Linked DNA regions of Macaca mulatta: region 1 is linked to region 2. A link is a contact called in public Hi-C data. All regions are on one chromosome and are shown on one strand. The core of a region is the stretch at or near the end of the contact, and the rest is flanking DNA. Distances in the headings are between cores, read along the strand shown. Region 1 holds the start of KIF20B (kinesin family member 20B). Region 2 holds the start of IFIT5 (interferon induced protein with tetratricopeptide repeats 5).

What was found. A called contact is a pair of places that touch in the nucleus more often than the background predicts.
Region 1: a Hi-C map of fetal cortex germinal zone shows a contact between it and region 2, with 2.8 times the contacts expected there. The contact joins the promoter of KIF20B here to the promoter of IFIT5 in region 2. A contact is called at or near these places in 3 of 14 Hi-C or Micro-C datasets (blood, fetal cortex germinal zone and fetal cortical plate).

Annotation. Positions count from the first base shown.
Region 1 is chr9:101,748,953-101,755,870 of T2T-MMU8v2.0, forward strand. It overlaps KIF20B (kinesin family member 20B), which reads left to right and starts at 5,482. Exons shown (of 33, transcript XM_015147654.3): 1 at 5,482-5,576. It overlaps LOC144331446, which reads right to left. Exons shown (of 4, transcript XM_077947982.1): 2 at 5,000-5,621; 3 at 3,442-3,569. The coding sequence ends at 3,501.
Region 2 is chr9:101,471,973-101,477,940 of T2T-MMU8v2.0, forward strand. It overlaps IFIT5 (interferon induced protein with tetratricopeptide repeats 5), which reads left to right and starts at 4,671. Exons shown (of 2, transcript XM_001086665.5): 1 at 4,671-4,766. The coding sequence starts at 4,762. LOC144331165 (a long non-coding RNA gene) reads right to left here and starts at 4,668. Exons shown (of 2, transcript XR_013398118.1): 1 at 4,173-4,668; 2 at 666-1,622. It overlaps IFIT1 (interferon induced protein with tetratricopeptide repeats 1), which reads left to right. Exons shown (of 2, transcript XM_028826635.2): 2 at 1-663. The coding sequence ends at 386.

The DNA.
Region 1 (6,918 bases), core at 4,232-6,731, 280 kb after region 2:
ATTTGACTCTTTTTCATTAACGGCTAGTATAATTCAGAAATGTTTCAATTCTAGTAAATAATTGGGTATTACGTGGAATACCTGGGTGACAAAAATTATCTGTACGATACCCGTGACATGCAATTTACTCATGTAAGAAACCTGTACATGTACCCCTTGAGCCTACAAGTTGGAAAGAAAAAAATTCTAGTAAATATGAGAAAGGTATAACATTGAGACTATGTTATATAAAAATATATCATATGCAATATATATTATATAATTTTATATATTGTTTCTATATTATATATTACATATTATTTATATAATATATATTGTATTATAGATTATATATAATATACAAATATGTAATATATAACATAAATATTTTATATAATACACATGTATTATATAATTTATATTATATAATATATATTATATATAGCATATACTGTTATATATAATATATAACATATATAACACAACGTATTATGTTATATATTATGTTATATATAATTTACATGTTATATATAATATATAATATATATAATATATAATTTTACTCCTATAAACGCTTACATTTCTTTTAACTTTCTGACTCTGTAATCACACTTAGTTTAAAACACAAACACACTGTACAGCTGGATAAAATATTTTCCTCCCTTATATTCTTATTTTATCAACTTTTTTTAATTTTAAATTTTTTAAATTTTTTTTACTTTTAAAACTTTTTTGTTAAAAACTAAGATGTACATACATTGGCCTCTCCCTACAGAGGATTAGGATCATCAATATCACTGTCTTCCACATTCACATTTTGTTCTACTGGAAGGTTTTCAGGGGCAGTAACATACTTCAAACTATCTTCTATGATAACAATGCCTTCTTCTGGAATAACTCCTACAGGACCTGTTTGAGGCTGTTTTACAGCTAACCTTTTGTTTTTCTTTTTAACTGCATTTTTCCTGAGACTAAAGCTAGTCAAGTTGACTCTGAAGAAAAATCACCACCACAGCTTACAGATTCCTTCACTAAGGAGGTAATGGGATCTCATAGCCTAATACATAGTGAATGATTAACAAAGAAATGCTTCTTTTTTTCTCACACATTAAATTTTCTTTTCTTCTCTTTTTTTTTGGGGGGGGGGACAGGCTCTGGCTATGTTGCCAGGGTGGAGTGCAATGGTATGATGTTGGCTTACTGCAACCTTCGCCTCCCAGGCTCAAACCATCCTCCCACCTCAGCCTCCGAAGTAGCTGGGACTACTGGAGGACACCACTACACCTGGCTAATTTTTGTACTTTTGGTAGAGACACGGCTTCGCCATGTTTTCCAGGCTGGTCTTGAACTCCTGGGCTCAAGGAATCTTACTACCTCAGCCTCCCAAAACATTGGGATTACAGGCATGAGCCACCAAGTCCAGCTAGGACACATTAAATTTTAAAAAATGTTTATCACAAATTCAAAAAGATCTTATAATAAAAAAATCTCACCCTTTCACATCTCCAGGCCTGCTTTCCAGGGGCAACTATTCTTATAATTTGTTTTTAGTATTTCTGGCAATTACTATACCAAATACTGTATCTTTAAATGATACGCTCCTCCTAATGTTATTTCTTCAGGTATCAATTATAGATATCTATGTACTTCCTACAGACAAGCACTTAGCTCTAGATAGTTACATATATTTTTTCCTGTACCAGTTACCTTTGCACACTGAAATGATATGCTTAAACTTCTACATCCTGTTGTCTCATTTCTTGATTTGCACTTTGTAAGATTCTGGTATTACAGACTAAGACTCAATCCTTCTTGTTTCTTCTCTTCCTACACTTTTCCTTCCTACCTCTGCTGAGCAAAACCTAGGCCTTAGAGAATATAATTCTAGCTCTTCTTTAGCATGTCATACAGGGCCCTTTATGATCTAGCCTCTGCCTACTTTTCTTATCTCCTGCCATTACCCACTTCAGCTAATGTTCACAGTCATGCTGAAGTAGGTAGTTTTTGGAATCTTTTGTGAACTCTTGTTCTTTTTATCATTGTCTCACAGCTTTCCATGGCCTGGAATGGCCTCCTCCTACAATTCACTGGCAAATCCCAATCACTTTCTTCAGCCTACATGCTACATTAAGAAATCTTCCCTAGTAGATGTCCCTTATTACATCAAAAAGTATTTTATTGAGTACTTGTTTTGTGCAAGGTACGGTTTTAGATGTGGGGGCTATAGAGGACCAAGATAATAATGAGTTTGCATTCTAATGACTTAATAAACAGATTTAATAAATATTACTACCTTACTACCATTATGAAACCTACTATGTGCCAGGATTATACTAAATAACTTACATAAGCTATTTTAATCCTCACAACAATTTTATGAGCCCTATGAGTGGCTGGGCTTGCACTCAATCTCAAGTCTGACTTCACAGCATTACCTTTAAGCTATGCTCACTCTGCTCCCATTACTCCCTGTTCATTTCTATTATAGCATTTGTCATGTTTTGAAATACTTTGCATATGGATTTCCCCATATGAACCACAGGAGATAAAAAAATTATTTTCAGGATGGTATAGAACCAGTGCCATTCTAGATGTACACGAAAGAAGTTAATACATTATATATAATGGCTGCCTAAAGGCTTAGGGATTAATTGTCTCTTGAAATCCCAGGTTGAGAAGGGCTGCTTTAGAAAAAGGCCTGTTAAGGGCCTCTCAAGGGTAGAGAAATCTGCCACTTAGTGGGTGACTGATAAATTTTTGTTGAACTTGTTATTTAAACCTTTGTGATTAATACATCCTCAAAAGTATTATTTTGGGATTGAAAAGTGAGTTGCTTCAGTCTTGCTTCTAGAAATGGCTTTGCAGTAGGAGTTAAGCACTTAGTATTTTCTTAAGAGAATTCCAGGGGTGTTGGATCCAAACTTTGGGAGGAGAAAGAATGCATGGACTCTAAAACCAGATCACCCAGATTCAAATTCCAGTCTCACTGTTTGTTATATAAATTGAAACAAGTTATTATTTAACATGTGCCAGATACTTTTATAAATACTTTACACTATTACCTGATTTAATCTTCAACATTTCTATTTAGTAGATACCTTTACTCTTTCCTTACTAGCTCCACGCCTCAGTTTCCTCTTCTATTAATAGGAGTTAACAACAAATTGCCTTACAGAGTTACTCTTAGGATTAAATGAGTATAAAGTGCTAAGAATACTACCAGGCATAAAGGAAGTTAGCTATTACTAACAGTAGAGACTGTGGCCAGGGCAGAAAATCACTTTGATGTAACTTAACTTACCAAATTTTCCATTTTATGTTAATATTCACTTCAAGGGCACAGATGGAATTCTTTGGAAAGGGTACTAAATCTTAAGCACTTCCCAATCAAGCTGGCTCTGCATCTCCCTAAGGGAAAAACCCAGCAGCTGGTGCTGAAATGAAAAACGTAGGAAAAAATACCTCTAAAATCTGGTCACTTTTCTGCAACTCCTCTGCCATCTTCCAAGTCCACATTATCATTATCTTTTCCTGGAATCTCTTGCAACAGCATCCTCCTTGGCTGCCTCTAGTTTCTCCAGGAGATTAACCTTTTCAAAAGATAGACGCACATTGGATTGTACCATGCCCATGCTTAAAACCGGTTATCCAGTAAGCATTTCATAATACTCAAGTCAGTAACTTGGCTAAGACTCACAGGGTCTGGCCTCCGCCCATGCCTCCAGATTCACTCCCCCGACTCCTCCCCATGGTCTCTACCCAGCCACATAAGCCTTCATTCATTGTTCAACAAAGATTGATTTGCTTGTCTTGTGTTACAGTCATTGAGGATACATTAGTGACCAAACAAAACACAGTTCTTCTACTCACAGAACTTACATTTTATGGGGCAGGGGAAAAACAACAATTGCTAGTTGTAAAAAGTATAAAAATGAAATTGAACCTGCAAATAAAAAAAGAGTGCTCACTTGAGATACAGTAGTCAGGAAAGTCTTCTTTAAGAAGGTACTATTTTAGATGTAATCTAAAGGATAAAGGGAAGTGCCACGTGTTGAATGGCGAAGAGAGAATTCAGGAAGAGGGAATAATCCATGCAAAGGTTCATACATGCTGGAAAGAAGTTGTGTTTGAGGTATCCAGAGCAGATCACCTTACTGTACAGTTAGTGGGCAGTGAGGTTGGCTGACACCTGATTGTGCAGGGCCTGGGAGGCCATGGTAAAGATCAGAATTTTATTCCTTTTTCCCCCTCCTCTTATTTTAGAAAATCTCAGTTATTTTAGAAAGTTGCAAGACTAGTACGATGTACACCATTATACCCTTCACCTAGATTCACCAATTACTATTATTTTGCCACATTTGCTTTCTCTATTTTATTTTTTTGCCATATCTTTTGAAAGTAAGCTGCAAACACTGTGACACTTTGCTAACTACTTTAGCAAGCGCCAGCGCCTTCCAAAAACAAAGGCATTCTTCCACTTAACCACAAATTCATTCTCACATGCAACCAATTTAAAACTGATTCATCTAATATGTAGTTCATATTTAAATTTCCCCAATTGTCCACAAATGTATTTCGCATTTTTTTTTAAATCTATAAACCAACTAAGATTCACAGATTTCATTTGGTTTCTTTTGACTCTCGACTAAAGCAATTTTCCACTTCGTTTTTTTCTTTTTCCTGTCATGACACTGACACTTCTGAAGAAGAGCCTAGGCCTTTTGTCTTGTAGAATGTTCTACATTGTTTTTTTCTGATTGTTTCCTCATGATTAGATTCATGTCAAACATTTCTAGTACAAATAGTATCAGGTGCTATTAGCGGTGCTAAGTATCTTCACTTGGTTAAGGTATGCCTAATAAATCCCTTCAGTGTAAAATTCTATTTTCCCTTTATAATAAATGATCTGTAGGGTGAAATTCTTTGAGATACTAACATCCTCTTCCCCGACAACCTTTCAGTTAATGTTTTGTTTTAGCATCTTGCATTCATTAGTTTTAACATTCATAAGCTTACCTACATCAATTTTGAGACTGGCAGTTGCACAATGGGGATGCAGCGAGGGAAGTGACCCTCCGGACCCCGGGATGCCGAGTCTTTTCAGATCCCGTAGGGACAGGACTGGGAAGTGGCTAGCCCTCCATTCCTCGGCCAGTCCTTGGGGAGTCGCAGGACTAAGTGCAGTGGCAGCGGCCTCACTTCGGGCCTTCGCCACATCTTTAGTGCCTCGAGGACAGAATCGGAGATCGGTGTCACAGTCAACAGCGTGGGACTTAACGACAGCCGCGAGGAAGCACACTACTAGTGCCCGACTAGCCGAGCTGCTAGGTAAACGAGACCGTCGGCACCCGGGCTTCCCACGCCTGCTTCCGCTCTTTGGCTGCCCGCTTTTCAAGACCCGCCCCCACATTGGAGAGCTTCTTCCGGGAGCCACTAGAAAGTCCGCAGCGCCAGCCGGCGGCGCTCCCTGGCGGAGCTCCGGACGCCACACCCACTCCCAGCGTTCAGTGCGGTGCCCTGGCCGCCATTGTTTGAATTTGAAAACGCTAACATCGCAGTGCTTCTCGCGGGTCCGGCTAACCAGGCGACGTTTGCAGGTGAGAAGGTGGCCCGGGGGAAGGTGTAGGGAAGGAGGTGGGTGACTACATATTTATGGGGCCTAAGGTGGGGAAACGGCTTTGGCAATGTGGACATGTTCCGACAGTGCTCGTACCCCCGTGGAGGTTACTGTCAGGAACTGGGTTGCGGAGTGATGGGAACACCAGGTACGCAGCGAGCATTGAGTCATACTATTTCGGTTAGGGTTTAAATCTCGCCTCCAGTGCTTATTAGTTGAGTGACGCAAGACAATTCATTTACTCTCTCTGTATCTTAGTTTTCTTATCGGTTAAAAGGCGGCAATAAAGTATCGATTTCTTTCGGCTTTTGTGAAGATTAAATGGTAATGTGTAAAGTTGTTAGTGCTGGCACACAGTAGTTACTAAATGTTTGCAGTCATTAATGTTATTATTGTTGTTGCTTCTGTTGTTGAGAAACAGGCCTCTTTTGCCGCAGCTAGTTTTCTGAAGCTCTGAGGTGAGCAGTTTGCTCGGCAGGTAGGTAACACGGCCTTTTTGCGGGGGGAGCCGTGTGGTGGCCTCTGTGCACTTATTTCCAGACTACTCCTACTGGTGCTTGAGGCTTGCCCTTCTAGGGTTTTGCAGTGCCAGGCTGAAGAGTTCGTGGCACAGTGACTGCTGTTATTTCTCAGTTTAGAAGGCTTTCTCCATCTCGATTCGCTTCCTGGTTCAGTGATGCCTGTCTGGCACAATTCTCTAATATTTTTTGCTAAAGTACTAGTTTACACAAGTTCATGCCTTATGGGTTAGGTAGTGTAACAGTGTATGTGTTTTATTACATGTCCAAGACTCCAGATTTTAAATTGTAAAATAACGTAAAATACTCATCAGTTAGTTGTGAAGACTTTTTGAGGCTGTGTGTTGTAGACCACATTTAGAAACCTCATTCAGTAACAGATTCTACTATTTTTCACTAAAGTCTCCAATTGCGAATTCTTATTGGAGAGAAGATAAATAAAGATGCAGTTTTCCAGTCAGAGCAGCCTTTTGAAATGAAAAATGAGGTCTTGAAGCCTGCTGTCACGAAATATAGTATTGCAGATTAGGACCGATTTTTTGGGGGGGGAGGGGAGAAGAGTTTTTTCTTTATAACCATTATTTTAAGTCATTAGTCAGGGAGTCTTTATCCCTACATAAGTCACTGAATTTGTTGTAGGGGCTACAGAGTGGTATAAGATAAGGTTCTTGCCATCAAGAAGTTTCCAGTTTAGTTGGGTAGGCCATGTATAAGTAGTAGTCATATAAAATTGCAAGAAGTTACATCTCAACACTTTTAGAAATGCTAGGAAGTAGTTTGTTCATTGAAAAATGAGCATATGAA
Region 2 (5,968 bases), core at 3,421-5,920:
TAGAAGCAGGCAATCACAGAAAAGCTGAAGAAACTTTTCAAAAACTGTTATGCATGAAACCAGTGGTAGAAGAAACAATGCAAGACATACATTTGCAGTATGCTCGGTTTCAGGAATTTCAAAAGAAATCAGAAATCAATGCAATTATCCATTATTTAAAAGCCATAAAAATAGAACAGACATCATTCATAAGGGATAAAAGTATCAATTCTTTGAAGAAATTGGTTTTAAAGAAACTTCAGAGAAATGCATTAGATCTGGAAAGCTTGAGCCTCCTTGGATTTGTCTACAAATTGAAAGGAAATATGAATGAAGCCCTGGAGTACTATGAGCGGGCCCTGAGACTGGCTGCTGACTTTGAGAACTCTGTGAGACAAGGTCCTTAGGCACCCAGATATCAGCCACTTTCACATTTCATTTCATTTTATGCTAACATGTACTAATCATCTTTTCTGCTTACTGTTTTCAGAAACATTATAATTCACTGTAATGATGTCATTCTTGAATAATTACATCTGATAAAATATTAGTTGCAGTCAACAATTAGTGAAACAATGTGTGTGTGCATGTAAGAAAGAGAGAAATCATTTGTATGAGTGCTATGTAGTCGAGAAAAAATGTTAGGTAACTTTGTAGGAAATAAAATATTGGACTTACACTAAATGTTTAATTCATTCATTTTATTGTGAAATAAAAATAAAATCCTTAGCTCCTCCATCAACTGAACAGACCCTTTTGGCCAAGGAGACCCCAGAAACCTTAAAAACTAAGTTTCCCAACCATGACGAGATGAGAGATCATTCACACCTCATTATATTCCCTCCCTTGCTAACTGCCATTGGACTTTTTCCACTGAGTTAAACAGAAACCCATGGAAAACAAAGAACAGAAAACTCACTCCTTGGCTGACTTCACCTAGCTCACTCCACCTAGCACCACGGCCAGACTCCCTTCCCCTCTTGCCGGTTCCACATGACAACTGATCAGCCTTCCCTCCTGATAAGTGACCACCGCCCACAGACTGGTTCTGGCCAGTCCATGGAGGCTGCACACAGGGTGCCTCAATGTCCTTTGTTTCACCTTTTGACATATGAAGCCTAATTTTGCTGCATTTTAATGTTAAGTCTCCACCATAAAGTGAACACAGACTGCTAGTAACATACATGCTTGTGTACCACTCTTCTGTGACTGCTCCTCATGAACATTCATAGCCCCCCATAACCTGTTAAATATGTGTGTCCAGCCAATCTACCAAGCATAAAACTTCTGTAATGCCCTCCCTCACTCCAAGAGCCTGCTTTTGGTTGCTGTGGTAGGCTCTGTTTCCCAGGCTGCAGGTTGTGGGAGAGGAGGCTGCAGTGGCTCATGCCTGTAATCCCAGCACTTTGGGGGGATGAGGCAGGAGATCACCTGAACCCACGAATTCAGGAGCGGCCTGGGCAACGGCAAAACCAACCATCTCTACAAAAAATGCAAAAACTTAGCTGGGTGTGGTGGCGTGCAACTGTAACTGCAGTTCCAGCTACTCAGGAGGCTGAGGTGAGTGGATTGCTGGAGCCGGGGAGTTTGAGGCTGCAGTGAGTCTTGCCACTGCACTCCATTCTGGGTGATAGAACGAGACCCTGTCTCAAAAAAAAAACACAAAAAAAGTTTTCTCCAAATGTACACTGCTTGTGATTTTATGTCAACATCATCAACAAATAGCTTTCAGTGCAAGAAACCAAAAGTACTGTAATACACAGGCAAATATTCTTCCCAAACCTCATGCTGTTTACAATCTAGTGAGAAACACAGATAGCAGTACACAGTCAATTAAAGGTCAGCTTTCTCCATGAAGATGTTTCAGGTTTAATTCAACGTGAAAGTGTTCCAAGGAGTTTATCTTGTTTTATGCCATTTTATTTGAAGCACTATTTACTAAGTCATTTGCTGATATTAATCTAGTTAAATCAAGAAATATTACATGAAAGGTTGCTAAATAATCAGAGATCATTGGTAACAATCACCTTTGATTATAAATAATCACATTTTATTGAAAGGCAATGCACAACACATAATATTATAAGAAGGAAAAAATAAAGAAGCAATGTTTTTGAGCTTTCATTCTTGTATATGTTTTAGGGGAGAATATATTAGCTTCCTGTAGTGGCTGTGATAAATTACCACAAATTTGGTGACTTAAAATTTCACAGATTTATTATCTTACAGTTCTGGAGGTCAGAAGCCTGAAATGGTTTTCAATGAGCCAAAGTCAAGGTATTGACACAGCTACACTCCTCCAGAGGCTCTAGGCCTTTTCCAAATTCCAGAGGCTGCCTGAATTATTTCACCCACCTTCAAAACCTACAGTGTAGTAGCTTCACATCTCTCTCTCTCTGCTTCCTTCTTCACATCGCCTTCTCTCCTCTGACTCTTTTGCCTCTTTCTTCTAAGGACCCACCAGGTCCACCTGGACAATCCAGGATCATCGCCCCATCCCCACATCCTTGATTTAATAACATCTGCAAATTCCCTTTTGCTATGTAAAGTAACATGTTCACAGGTTCTAGAGATTTGGTCATGGATACCATTGGGGGGGCATTATTCTTATTACTACAGAGCACCCCAAGAAAATCTCCAAATTTTGGGCTTCCAATCCATTTTGCTTCAATTATTTAATATTGTTACTCCTTCCAGTAGATATTGATTTCATCCATTGTCCTGACAGAGATTATGGCACATCTCAAATTAAATGCTAAATTTTCACTGGAAGTACATTTTTTGCTTCAACTTTTATTTTAAATTCAGGGGTACATGTTCAGGAGGTTCAGGTTTGTTACATAGGTAAACATGTGCCATGGTGGTTTGCTGAACAGATCATCCCATCACCAACATATCATCCCATCACCTAGATATTAAGCCCAGCATCCCTTAGCTGTACTTCCTGATGTTCTCCCTCCCACCAACCCCACCTCCAACAGGCCCCAGTGTGTGTTGTTCCCCCCTGTGTCCATGTGTTCTCATCATTCAGCTCCCACTTATAAGTGAGAACATGCAATGTTTGATTTTCTGTTCCTGCATTAGTTTGCTGAGGATAATCATGGGAAATACTTGCTCTGTATTTAGATTTCATAAAATTTGCAACTTAAAAAGTAGATTCATGTACCTAAGTTTTTCCAAATATTCTTTAAAGTTTTCTATTAACTTATCAGTTTTTAAATTTATATTAAATTAAAAATCAGGTCTTTAATAGCCACATGTGACCAGCAGTTTCTGTGTAAGACAGCACAACTGTTAGAAGTGATTGCCTTAAATGAGGCACTAGCTTCAGGCACTAAGTCTTAGGGGGTGGGGTGCCAAGAAGCTCAGTGATCAAGGTAGACAATATTTCAATGCAATATGTTTTTAAAAATTCAAAATCAGGCCAGGGATGGTGGCTCATGCCTGTAATCCCAGCACTTTGGGAGGCCAAGGTGGGTGGAACAATGTTTAAGGATTAGAAAAATGTTTGAGCCCAGGTGGTGGAGACCAGCGTGGGCAACATGGCAAAACCCCACCTCTACAAAAAATAAAGTAATGAGCCCGACATGGTGGTGGACACCTGCAGTCCCAGCCACTCAGGAGGCTGAGATGGGAGGATCGCATAAGCCCTGGAGGTTGAGGCTGCAGTGAGCTGTGATCTCACCATTGCACTCCAACCTGAGCGACAGAGTGAGACCCTGTCTCAAAAAAAAAAAAAAAAAAAAAAAAAAAAAATCAAAATCAATGCAAAAGGTGAATTACGGACAGGATATTGAGATTTTGAATACAGACATTAACTCAGTAAGGGTAAGGCCCGAGTCTGTTTTCTTTATTGTTATATTGACAGTACTTTGAACAAAGTCTGGCTCTTACAGTTGTTTGTCAACATCTGCCGAATGAATTCAGAGGGGACAAAATGTTTAAGGTATGGGTGGGTGTTTGACATTTTCTGCCTAGATCCCAATACCACTCTCGTCTTTATTGGGTACTCATTACACAAAGCACCATTGGCGAAGGTTGGAAGAGAAGCACTCTCCTACGATTGTGGGTAGGAGTGGATTTTTAAAGCTATTTGGTAATATCCGTCAAAACTTAAAATGTATATAGATTTTAACTCCAAATTTCTCTAGCTTACACCCAACAGAAATAACAGCATAGATGTATAGCATTACCGTGTTTCTTGTTGAATCAAAAGACTGGAGTGGAAGCAGGGACTTCAGTTTCCGCCTGTAATCCCAGCACCTTGGGAGGCAGAGGCGGGTGCATCGCTTGAGATCACGACTGAGTGACACAGTGAGACCCTGTCTCAAATAAACAAAGAGTTAAACGGGCAGCACGCGAACTCAGCGGACTCAGAGAGGCAGATAAGAGCCGAGACCAAAGTGCAGGAGCCCAGCTGCAAATTTAACTCCGAAAAACCCTGGACTTCGCAAACGTCTGGCCGCGGCTCTTGAGCTCTTCTATTAAGTTTCGGATTCTGAAGCTTCGTTAAGTTTCCATTTCTTAAGTTTCGTTTTCTGAGAGCTCGGGCATCACATTCAATTTCCAGTTTCCTCTTCTAGCTGGGGTTGGGGTACCTCCTTTAACAAAGACGGGCCGCGCGGCCGACTCCTAGGGCTGCCGCGGCCTGGCGGGCGCGCGCGCGCACGCGCACGCGCACCCGCCCTCCCACTGCGCGGCTGCCCTCGGTCCCAGGTGCTGAGGAGAGAGAGAGCGCGCGAGGAACTGCGCCGCCCTGACGGCCTGCAGAGCGTTGCCATCATGAGGTAAGAGTTTTCCTCTGCCTCTCCTCCCAAGCCCCGGGTTGGCCTTTGTTTCAAACCGGGCATCTTTTATTCATTTCCAGCGCAATTCTGCGGCCTTTTCAGGGGCCAAGCCCCTCGCGCCCGGCAGCCAGGCATCTGCGTTGGGGACCCTCCCCAGGCGCTCTGTCCCGGCGCACGGCGTCTGAAGTCGGGCCTATCGGGGAGGGTGGCCGAGTGGACGCTTCTCCGGAGTCCGGTCCCTCTCGAGCGCCTGAGGAGGCCAGTCAGGGAGGAGGAACAGGAGATGCTCCCCGGCAGCCTGCCCCATCCCTGGCGTCTGCGGTCGGGACTGTCAGGGCATGTGCCGAGCGACGCTCCCCCAGGAGGCCTGTCCACCCCGCGCGACCCGACGGCTTTTCTCGGAAGCGGCGACGGAGACCGTGCGGGGCACGCGGACGCCGCCTCCGGGAAACTGGTCAGAGCCTGCAGAGCCCCCGGGGCCGTTCCGGGGGCAGCTGCTACATGCAGAGTCTCCTTAGGCCCTATCGCGTGCCTCTGTTTCCAGCTGCCATTCCCTCGGTGTGGCATACGCGGTTTCGCCGCAGCCCTCCAGGTGTCACATTCGCCTGCCACTGCCATTTTGCCTTTCTGATTTCTGGGTCTGAGTTCTTCCCTTCCGGGGAGCTACCTCTGTACCAAGCACAGATTGTTATCATCCCACCCAATCCGCTATTTTATGAGGATTTCTTTATCTGACTCCTTTACTGATTCAGTATGATGGCGTCCTTTTCTTAATCATTTTGTATCCCCAGGGGCTAGTACCCTGCCCTGCACGTGGTTAGTGAACCTTCCGCATTTAATGAGTTGAGGAATAAGAGGTTAAGGTTAAGGTCTTGGGCTCTAAAAGCAGATAGTCCCTTGTTCTAAATCCTGACTGAGCTCCTACTAGTTGAGTGACCACAAAGTTTCTCAAACTCTGTGAGTCTGTTCCTTATCTGTAAAAATTAATGGTGACCATCTCTTGGGACTGTGGAAAAGGACAATAATAAATCCTAGCAATTGACTGCTTAGCACATAATTCTTGCACAATAAATGTTAACTATTCTCATTATTATAAGTTAAAAAAAAGTTTAAGTGCCACCCACACATCTAACTTTTTTTTGAGATGGAGTCTCGCCCTGTCACCCAGGCTGGAGTGCAATGGCTCAATCTCGGCTCACTGC